2 separate regions of the Mus musculus genome follow, and region 1 is linked to region 2. Evidence: chromatin contacts called from public Hi-C data. All regions are on one chromosome and are shown on one strand. Each heading gives the region's core, a stretch centred on a gene start, on an enhancer-like site or on the middle of the called end of the contact. The rest is flanking DNA. Distances are from core to core; before and after follow the strand shown. Region 1 has its middle 260 kb from the start of Rasa1. Region 2 holds the start of Rasa1 (RAS p21 protein activator 1).

What was found. A called contact is a pair of places that touch in the nucleus more often than the background predicts.
Region 1: a contact with region 2 is called in a Hi-C map of bone marrow-derived macrophages, with 4 times the contacts expected there. The contact joins the enhancer-like site here to the promoter of Rasa1 in region 2. A contact is called at or near these places in 1 of 15 datasets of contacts at CTCF or cohesin (pro-B cells), 4 of 484 Hi-C or Micro-C datasets (the C10 cell line, the C2C12 cell line, the G1E-ER4 cell line and 1 more) and 2 of 9 other capture datasets (adipose tissue and macrophages).

Annotation. Positions count from the first base shown.
Region 1 is chr13:85,551,133-85,557,022 of GRCm38.p6, reverse strand. No RefSeq gene overlaps it. Among named protein-coding and RNA genes, the nearest start is that of Rasa1, 260 kb to the right of the region's middle. Within about 2 kb of position 3,687, at least 7 of the 459 cell types and tissues checked have an H3K27ac peak or open chromatin away from gene starts, as enhancers often do. A contact at or near this core is called in adipose tissue and bone marrow-derived macrophages, where this site is marked.
Region 2 is chr13:85,287,861-85,293,212 of GRCm38.p6, reverse strand. It overlaps Rasa1 (RAS p21 protein activator 1), which reads left to right and starts at 3,727. Exons shown (of 25, transcript NM_145452.3): 1 at 3,727-4,817. The coding sequence starts at 4,306.

The sequences.
Region 1 (5,890 bases), core at 2,438-4,937, 260 kb before region 2:
AACTGCTTTCATTTTATTAAATGTATGCCAGAAACATAGAAAGCATCATATGTATCATTATCTTGTGGGTTACAAGGTCACAAAATCTGACAATGATTTAGATGTTAGCGGGATCTATGTATAAGCTACTCTACAGGAGGTAGACAGCGGAACATTTTCCAAGCACGTATGCACTTTTAAAGTCTCAGAAGTTGAATGTGTTATTTACACAGAAAAGAATATATTCCATGATGAATTATTAGCAAAGGACTGTGGGGTGGCAGTGAAGAGATCATCAGAGGAAGATTTCCCTAGCCTGTCCTTGGTGCTAGTGGTGACAACTCATCTGTGTTCATGTGAAAATAGTTTGACCCCTTGCAATGAAGCACCACAGCTTTGTCCCATCAGTACACACTCAGACACTGTTTTGTGTGTGTGCAGAATGGACATTGGCGGCAAAACCTAGTCTTCAGCAAAAGTTTATTCCCCATTTTGTTCTGGATTGTTCCATCTGTAAGCAGATGGACAAACAGTAAACAAAATTCAACAATACTGAAAGTGTTTTCTAGGGTCTATGACAGGTACTGCTGTTCTTTATACATAAATATTTATAATGAAAAGAACATTCCGTTTCTTCCTTTAAGAACATAGAGCATATTTACCCTGGTAAATATCTGAATATCATCTGAAGACACAGAAGAACACAGCAACTTAAAGGCTACTAACCTTGTAGCAGCCGCCTATGTTTAGCAATTCTTGAGTCAACAGCGCCACCATGTGGTGTTTGAGTCTAAAATAAATTTCATTTTTCACACAAGTGAAATACTGCTTTAAAAACAAAACAAAACAAAACAAAACAAAACAAAAAACAAAAAACGAGGGTCCCCAATGGAGGAGCTAAAGAAAGAACCCAAGGAGCTGAAGGGGTTTGCAGCCCTATAGGAGGAACAACAGTATGAACTAACCAGTACCCCCAGAGCTCCCAGAGACTAAACCACCAACCAAAGAGTACATATGGTGGGACTCATGGCTCCAGCTGCATATGTAGCAGAGGATGGCCTTGTTGGTCATCAATGGGAGGAGAGGCCCTTGGTCCTGTGAAGGCGCTATGCACCAGTGTAGGGGAATGCCAGGGCCGAGAAGCGGGAGGGGAGTGGGTGAGTTGGTGAACATGGAGAGGTTTTTCAGAGGGGAAACCAGGAAAGGGGTAACATTTGAAATGTAAATAAAGAAAAAATAGAAAATGAAACGATCATATTACAAAAAAAAATTGTGCAATATTTTTGGTAGAAATACTAAAACATAAGTATATTATTTAGTGAAATGCATGTTCATTAAATTGTTTTATATCCATTCCTTTTAATACATAACTATCTTTATGCAAATATATTGTTTTGATTGCTGTTTTGACTATGAGACTCATCAGATAACAGAAAATTTAAGGTCTGTTCAACTTTCAAAATGTTCTTGCATTCCTATATAAATATTTTATGGTCTGTTGGTTTCTACCATAAAGCTGAATGACATTTTAATTGTGTTGTTTCTAATACACGGTCTGGTTTAAGCTTATTCTTGAGCTTTAGAAGTCTTGATTACATTTTATATTTCTTTACTTATTTAAAATCTTTATTTCATCATCATCTTATAAAATCCATTGCACATGTTTTATAACATTCATTATTTCAAGATTTTTGCACTGTAAGTACTCATTATTATTACATAGAGAAGTAACGAGTCTTATATATATAACTGATATACTGAAACCCTGCTAAACTAACCTAATGATTTGAAATATCCTTTAAATTCCTTGGGATCATCAGCATATGGTACGGGGTTTCTATGAGCAATACAGTACAGCTTCACTTTCTCCTTCCCTATTCGCATCCCCCATAAACTGCTAAGGCTGTGTGTTATTGCTGTATAAGAATTCTGACTTTAGTTACTAAATATTATGTGCACAAGACATAGCAATTTTTGTCGCAGTTTTCCTTCATTCCTAATTTTATGACAGAAGTTTTTTAGATTTAGTTTTAATTATCTGTTGGTTAAATGCAACTAATTATATTCATGTGTCTGTGTCTCCATGTCACTTTTAATCATCTCTGCCTTCACCATAATTGTCCATATCATCTAAAATCTCAAATTTATTATCATAATATTGTTAATAGTCCTTTCATCCTTTTAAAGTCTATAAAATCTACAATTGTTTCTGTTCTATTTCTGACACTGGCAAATTATTTTCTTTCCAGTTTTGTTATAAAAGACATCATCTTCATTCATTTTTTAAAAATTAAACAGCTTTTAAGCTCATCAATTTAATGTTTTTCTACTCCTTACATTTCTACTTTTATTTTTATTCTTCTTTTGGGCTGAGTTTTATCTTCTTAGGTTTCAATATGCAAGTTTAAGTCAACGTTTATTTTATTAACTCAGTTGCATAAAACTTTCCCTCACTTTACTGTTTAGCTATGTCTCATCCATTTATTATTTAAATACAACTATTATTTACTAAGTGAACAAAATACTAATAATGTATTATCCTCTTGACTACTACCAATAACTGTTATGTTCAATTTTGCAATAAAAATTTTGGTTTTAAGTTGTAAATGTCCATCAAATCATAAAGCATGCATATATGTTAATTGATATATGTTAATTAATGTTTGTACAGACTAGAGCACCCAATCCCAGGAAAAATCCAGTAGAGAAAACCTCTCCCATTAATATCAAAGTGGTGTAACAATAATGATTCTACCATTTCTTCAAAATGTTGGCTTCGTTTGCTTTGAGTACAGACCTACCGCAGGATTACAAAACCATATGGCGATTAGATTTCTTTTTTTTTTTTCTTTTGAACAGCCATACTATTTTCCATAATGATTGAATTATTTTACAGTTCTACCAGTGTATGCAGATTCATTTTCACTATTTCTTTGAATGTTTGAGACTTTTAGACTTTTCTGTGTTTACCTGTCTTGCTAGAGAAAGTAGTATTTCATTATATACCTGCTGAGATCATCGCAGAGGTTTTGTCTGCTCTATAAGTGAATAGCTTGATTTGACCTCCTTGCATCCCTGAGATAAATCCCCCTTGAGCCTAGGGAATAATCTTTATATTCTGTTGGAATCAGGTTGCTTGTATTTTCGGGGGGATTTTTGCATCTATGTTCACCAAGGTGACAGGCCTATGGTAGAATTTGTTGATGTTGATGTGTCTGGTATTGATGGTACCATATTTACTATTGACCTCATAGAATGTGATTGGAGAAATTCTCCTCCTAACTTTTGGAATAATAAAGAGTTGCTATGAATTAATCTTTAAATATTTTATTTGTGCCAACAAAAATGCTGATTATGAGATGATCTTCAGTGGAAGACTTTTATTACTGATTCACTCTTATTACTCAGTGTTGAGTTGCTGACATTTTTTGTTTCCTCATTTCAGTCTTGGTAATGTATTCATTAATTTCTCCATTTTTCTAGGTTGTCAAATTTCTTTGGATGTAGGTTGACCACAGCACTCTCTAATCGTTCCTTGTATTTCTGTAGTACCACATCTAACATCTCTCTGTTGACTCTAGATATGTTTTCTGTGTCCTCTGCCTTTCTAAAGAACCAGTTCTTTCAATAGTCATTTGTGTTGTTCTTGTTTTCAATTTTTACTGCTTTTAGTCTCAATTGCATTTGTTACTTCCCTAATCTTTATAAAGTCTGCCATTCTGCTGACTGGTGTTTTGTTTGTTCTTTCTTGCCTAGTTTCCTGAGACACAGTAATAGTGTATATAGTTTTCCGACTCTTTAAGGAAGTCACTGTAGTAACCTCCACCCGCATTTTACTGCATTTTGCAATTATCCCATTGTAACTTCACTGCCATTTGACTTAAGAAAACTTTTTAATTCACTTTTGATTTATTCCCTGTTTAACTGGTCGTTATAGAGTAAGTTATTCTATTCCATACATTTTAACTGTTTCCAAAAGTTTTTCATGTTTTTGATTTCTAACTTTATTGTATTTGTGATTAATAAAATTATGATTTCAATTCTTCAAGTTTTTGAGACGTGTTCTGTAACCTGTTCTAAATATGCTTTTTGTGCTGAGAAGAACATGTATTTTGCAATTACTGGATGAAATTTCTGTGAATAAATGCTAGCTTTTGTTGTTGTTGTTGTTGTTGTTGTTGTTGTTGTTGTTGTTGCTGCTGCTGCTGTTGTTGATAAAGGGTACAAAATAACTTTGGTGTTTCCTTGTTGATTTTATTAAACTAATAAAAACTTGACTCTTGTATTCAGCCCCTTGCCAGACTTGGACATTATGGTCAAACCTAAACATAACACTAGACCAAGAAACTGTTACATTTATATTTTTTTCATGGTCTTTACACTGAAGACATAAATGCTTTATGCTCTGTACTTTAATATTATGTCATTCTGAATTTGTTTTTGTTGGTACATGCTGTATCAGAACTTATAGAGAGGTCCTGAAGGTTCTTTGTTTTTGTTTTTGTTTTTTTTTCTATTGACTTCTACAAATAAAGTGGAATTTGGCACCTTCCACTATTTCTTCTTACTCATTCACATCTTTCTGCAATTTTCAGGTCTTCTTTTAGCATTTTTTTTCTAGTACACATCTGGTATATATTCACTTAGCTTCTTCTTTTTATCTGTGAAGGTTTTATCTCTTCATTTTTTTTAATTGGCTTAGTGCTGTTCTTTACTGGACTTTTTCTTTTTTTAATTTTTTATTAGGTATTTTCCTCATTTACATTTCCAATGCTATCCCAAAAGTCCCCCACTCACCCACCCCACTCCCCTACCCCCCCCACCCCTTTTTGGCCCTGGCGTTCCCCTGTACTGGGGCATATAAAGTTTGCAAGTCCAATGGGCCTCTCTTTCCAGTGATGGCCAACTAGGCCATCTTCTGATACATATGCAACTAGAGACAAGAGCTCCGGGGTACTGGTTAGTTCATAATGTTGTTCCACCTATAGGGTTGCAGAACCCTTTAGCTCCTTGGGTGCTTTCTCTAGCTCCTCCATTGGGGGCCCTGTGATCCATCCAATAGCTGACTGTGAGCATCCACTTCTGGACTTTTTCTTTTCTTCTTTTTTATCCAGTGTTGTGAAAATGTTATACACTCCCTCCTAGCATACAAGGTTATGACTGAAAAGCCTGAAGCCAGGTTACCTGGAAAACGACTGTATGTTTTGGGTTTTTTTTTCCTGGTTTTCTTGCAGCCTTAAAAACTGTCTTTTCCTTTCATCACTGTGAGTTTGATTATATTTGCCATAGGCCTAGTTCGATTCCAACTGTCTAACATCCCTATACTGTGTATTTGCTTCCTTCTGTAGGTTTGAAATTTTCTGCATATAAATTAATTGACTAGTTTCTCTCTCATCCACCTTTTTATGTACCTCCCAAATATTACTAACCAAATGGTAAATCTTTTGCTATTAATCACAGATTCTACTTATTCCTAATCATTCTTTTACTACTTTGAGTACACATTGTCACCTGCCTTGTCTATGGGCTCATTAATTCTCTCTCCTGTCTTATCTCTTCTGCTACTGCTGTCTTCTAACACACTTTAAATCGTTGCTTAGTGTAGGTTTTATCCCAAGGATTTCTACCTGATTTTCATTGCTTCTATTTCACAAAGGTTTTGGTTGTTCCTGCTGTTTTCTCTTCAGCATTGTGTTTGACCTTGAGACTGAGGAGGACAAGGTGAAAAGTGACTTTCCTTTGTAAGCACTTCTGATTATACAAAAGTTGGATGGCATGTCCATGAACACCATATGGAATACTCTACTTAAACCATCTTTTCCAGCCTCCTTTAGTCTGGTTTTGTGCTTGTCTTTAAAGAAATTGTAAACAGACTTCTTTTCTTTGCACTAGTAGACACATGCACTATTTC
Region 2 (5,352 bases), core at 2,478-4,977:
GATTGTGTTTTCTTGTAATTCTTTAAGGGATTTTTGTGCTTCCTCTTTAAAGGCTTCTAGCTATTTACCTGTGTTCTCCTGTATTTCTATAAGGGAGTTATTTATGCCCTTTTTAAAGTCCTCTATCATCATCATGAGAAGTGATTTTAGGTCTGAATCTTGCTTTTCCAGTGTGATGGTGTATCCAGGACTTGCTGTGGTGGGAAAATTGGGTTCTGATGATGCCAAGTAAACTTTGTTTCTTTTGCTTATGTTCTTATGTTGCCTCCCACCATCTGATTATCTCTAGTGGTACCTGTCCTGGCTACATCTGACTGGAGCCTGTCCTTCCTGTGATCCTGGTTGTGTTAGAACTCTTCAAAGTCAAGCTCTTTCTGTGATCCTGTGATCCTGAGATCCTGAGATCCTGGGTGTGTCCAAGCTCCTAGGAGTCAAGCTGCCTCTGGGACCCTGAGATTCTAGTGTGACCAAGCTCCTGGGATCCTGGGCATATTAGAGCGCCTGGGATTGGAGCTTCCTCTAGGTGTTGTGGGACTGGCTGCACAGTTTGTGCCCAAGGTCTGCTCAGGGCACAGGCCCAGACAGACCGGAAAGAACCCATGCCACTGGTCTGGCCCAAGGCAAGTCTTATAAAGGACAACATTTAATTGGGGCTGGCTTACAGGTTCAGAGTTTCAGTCCATTATCATTAAGGTGGGAGTGTGGCAGCATCCAGGCAGGCATGGTGCAGACAGAGCTGAGAGTTTTTCATCTGAAGGCTGCCAGTGGGAGACTAATATTTCCATTTCCTAAATAAAAATTGTCCTTCAGTTTTTACTCATGAAGCTTCAAGAAGTTTATTTGCATCAGGGAATTTAGGAGGTTATAAGAAGATGACACAGAAGCACAACATGAAATAGAAATTAGCAGGAAAAAAAAGTAAGAGAAGTAGAAAAAGAAAAGAGGCCAAAGAGAAAACTAAATGAATTAGGAACATTAGTTTTGGGTATACTAAAAGGACACAAACCATAAAAGATAACAGAGATCAAGAAAGTGTGTGGGCTAAAGAGATGGTTTAACAGGTGAGGGCAATGGTTGCTCTTCTAGAGGACCTAGGTTAAATTCCCAGCACCCACATGGCAGCTAACAACCATCTTCAATTCCAGTGTCTGAAGTTCACTTCTGGCCTCCATGGAAAATGCACAATGTATTCTTCTGGACTCAGCAGAGAATGCATACACATGATACACAGACATACATGTGGGTAAAACACTCATGCAAATAAATTCCTTTAAAAGTGTGTAAGCAGTAGTAAAAGAAAAAAGGACAGATTTTCCTGGAACTTCAAATAAGAAATTATATTATATCACCTACACACACACACACACACACACACACACACACACACACACACACAGGGCCATGCATGCAACACATATACAGACTTTTCAAATAGACTTATTATTTCCTTCCTGCTGATAAGAAATTAATTTCCAAAGATGTGCAATGATATAATATAATGTTTATGCTTTTAAAGAAAGGTGCTATGTTAAAGGCAGCAAGCAGAACTGAGCTAGAAAAAAAAAGATGGACGATGAGTTGTTTCTGCAGTGAAGATTTCTAATTATACATATTTAAAAGTAACTGGGAGACAATATGTGTCTAAGAGGTATCAGGCTGTATTAAATGTGGATATTTGAGTGCTACCTAATTTTGGGAAAAGGAGAAGGCAAGTTTGTGATTGGAATTGGGAGCCTGACCTGAATTTTCAGGAACAGGGCATAGAAAAAATTGAGAAGATTGATAAATAGAGGTGGTGATAGATAACCAAACAGTCATTTCAAAGACCTGAATTCTAACTCGGATGGTTGATATGAAGTTGGGGTGTTGCACTTGTGGCTCATGAACTAAACAGTAGTTGGGACTTTAGAGTACATTTAAAAGAAAATCTGCTCTAAGGAGGCTGCTGTAAGAAGCAGCATTTCGTTTTGATTTTAGCGATTATGAATCTGCTTCATTTTGTTCTCCTTTGCTAGCTGGTTTAGAATACAGACCTTAGCAAACCAATACCCACATTTTACCCATCCACCGAATGAATGATACCTGTTCTTTTTACAGCTTTTCAAGTTTCTGTATATTGCCTCCTTAATTAGTATACTATGTTATAGCACAGTAGTACTCAAATTAAGTGTGTCAAAAATCACTGGAAGGACTCATTTAAACACAAATGGTGCATTTTCTGATTCAGAAATTCTCAGATAAAAATTTCTTTTACACCTAATTGGTCAGTTTAACGCTGACTTCTAGCTCCCTTATACAATTTACTTTCACTTTCTCAGCTGACACTTTGCACAAGAGGCAAGCACTACTACTGTTGAAATCAGTTTGATTGTTATAGATTGGGTATACAGGAATATGGAAATGTCCTGTCTGTACTTTGTCATTTCCCTTAATGGTACTCCTTCCCTCTTTCCCTGGTATTCTATCTCAGCCTCTTGCTATTCTCAGCAAGTTAGCTTGGTCAAACTTAATAGAGAAAGTATTATCAATAATCAGTTGCATTCAATGTGACACTTTCCAGGGAGAACAGAAAAGCTAGTACAGTACATGAACCCTAAAGGGCAAATTTCTAACACGGATAAATTTCAAGCAACCAGCATGATCTCTCTATATGAATGGCTGCTTATATACTATCTGCTTTCATATTAGCAAACTATAGATTCAAGGGTGCCACATACAAAAATATCTGGAAAAAATTCCACCTGCATAAATTTTTGTCATTATTCTAATAATAACAAAATAAATGATATTTAGATTATATTAAGAGTTGTGGATAAGCTAGAGATGATTTACTGTGTAAATGGGAAAATGTGCCCAAATTATTTAAGATAATAATTTTGTAACTCAACAGGCCCCTGGAACCTATCCCCAGGGAACATGAAAAGATAATTCTAACAGTTGAGTATGTGTTTATGAATTTATATATACACACAAGTACGGGAAATAAAACTTTTTCCTAGGGTTCATAAAGGGTGACATTGATCTGTCAAAGTTTAGACATGTAGTGTGTCTTTGGTATGTGTTGCAGATTTTTGCATACAAACTAGGACAAAATATATTGGTTTATGACTTCGGTGGCACTTTTCCTCTAAATACTACATTCCTTCTCTGACAGCCAAACATGTGAGGGAGACATTCGGTGAAGAGAACTTATGTATATAATGGTAGCATTGACTTCTACCTTCATACTCTCCATGGCTTCTTTCAACCGTTGTTTTCTCAGGTCCAAGGATCTAGGCTTAAATTATTTCACCTAAGTTATACGGTGATTTATAGCATGCGACGGAAAGGAATAAACTATGAATACTGTTTTGATTTTTGTTGCCGACTGTACGGGCAGCTAAGGCCATTTTTCTACAAGTTACAAAGCAGTGAATGGACTTCCTGGCGTCATCCTTTCCTTCTCATCGCCCCCTCGTCCCTCCAGTCCCTCGGGCCTGGAGATGAGCTATCTTCCTTCTCTCCCTGTAAACAAAGCCGTGAGAGGTAGGCCTGCACCGAGCCCGGTGGCGTGGAGGGACGGCCGCACCACACGTCCCGCACCCTTCAGTGGGAAGCTGTGCCACGCCTCCGCGCGCGCCCGCCGCTTCCTGCCCAGGCTGCTTTTCCTTCTCCTCTGTCCGGACGCGCTCCCGGAAGGCGCCTGCGCAGAAGCCCCCGCTCCGCCCCTCCCTTCTTCCCGGCCCCGCCCTTCTTTCTCTCCCGGGTTTCGCTCCGGAGAGCCGCAGGTAGCCCGCAGCGGAGTCGGGCTCTGCGGGCCCGCCCCCTTCCTCGGCCCCGCCCACTGCTCCCGACTCCAGCCGGCGGAGATGAGGCTACGGTGGCTCTGGCATAGGCAGCCCCACTGGTGGCTGCGGTGGGGGCGGCCGGAACCCGGGCGTTGAGGCGCGGCGGCGGCGGCGGCCGAGGCGGCGCTGCCTCAGCCGCTGCAGCGGGCTTCCCTTCCTCTTTAGCGTAGCCAGGAAGTTTGGCGCCCCTGTGCATGTGTGCGCGTGAGTGTGGGTGTGCGCGGCGAGGTTTGCCTAGCGTTTCTGCAGGCGCTGGGTTTTTTGCCCGCGTCGCTTCCCGTAAGCCAGCCAGCAGCCGCGGAGCTTGGGGCTGTGGCCCGGGGAGGGGGCGCGGCGGCGGGCGCTCTCCTTTTGTTGTTGTTTCCTCTGCCTGGAGAGCTGAAGGGGGACGCGCCTGGGTGGGGCGGCTCGCAGCCCGGGCCTGCTGGCCCCCGGGGCTCCCGGGCGGCAGGGTAGCTAGAGGAGAGCGGGCTTCAACATGATGGCGGCCGAGGCGGGCAGTGAGGAAGGCGGCCCTGCGACGGCGGGCCCCGGCGGCGGCGCGGCCACGGGCTCCAGCGCCTACTCGGCAGCGTGCCGGGTCAAGTTACCCGCGGCCCTGCCGGTGGCAGCCGCCCCGTGTCCCGGGCTGGCGGACGCCGACTTGGTTGCGGCCCTCGGTGGCGGAGCCGCGTCGGGGTCCGGGTTCCTGGGGACCGGGCCGGTGGCCGGTGTCTTGGGGGGCGCCGCGCTGACCGGCAGTGCTGCTGCTGGCGTGGCTGGTGCTGCGGCCGCCGGACCTGCGGGAGACGTCGCTTTCACCAAGGGGACTCTGTCTTTGCCTGCTGAGACGCTCGGGCCGGGCGGCGGATTCCCTCCTCTGCCGCCGCCTCCTCAGCTGCCCCCTTTGGGCTCCGGTTTGGGGACCGTGGATGAAGGTGACTCCCTGGATGGACCAGAATACGAAGAGGAAGAGGTGGCCATACCGCTGACCGCACCTCCCACTAACCAGTAAGTCAAACTGCTGTTGAGGGATTGTGGAAGCTGGCTCCGTGTAAGAAGTGGGAAAGAAGGGGCAACGACACATACCGTGCTCCTGCCGCTGTGATTTGTTTGACAAGTTTTGAAGTTTCAGGTTCCATATATAGGGATTTAATTTGATCAGTCATTTTCCCCTACAGGCACTCTTCCTGGCGTCTTCGTATGTTTATTGCTCTTTTGGGAAGACGTAAAAGTTTTTAAGATGGGAAGCATGGGAAACTGTATTCAGTGGGAACCGGATATGGTTCTGCCCCTTCCTAATTGAGATAGTGTCCGGGATTCAGCAGAACTTGGCACTATAAAGGCAACCGCTGTCTATTGTAACTCCAGTGCTCCCTGCTGAAGTCAGAGGCGTTGAGTACAAGTATTTAAATGACTATATTAATGTAAGTTGCAAATTCATAGGTCAGAATGTTTTGTTTTTACTGCAGCTGCAAACTCCTACTTAATGTCTGCTGGAAGCGTTGCGATTCATAAAAACACTAGATCTCTTTAGAGAAGTGGA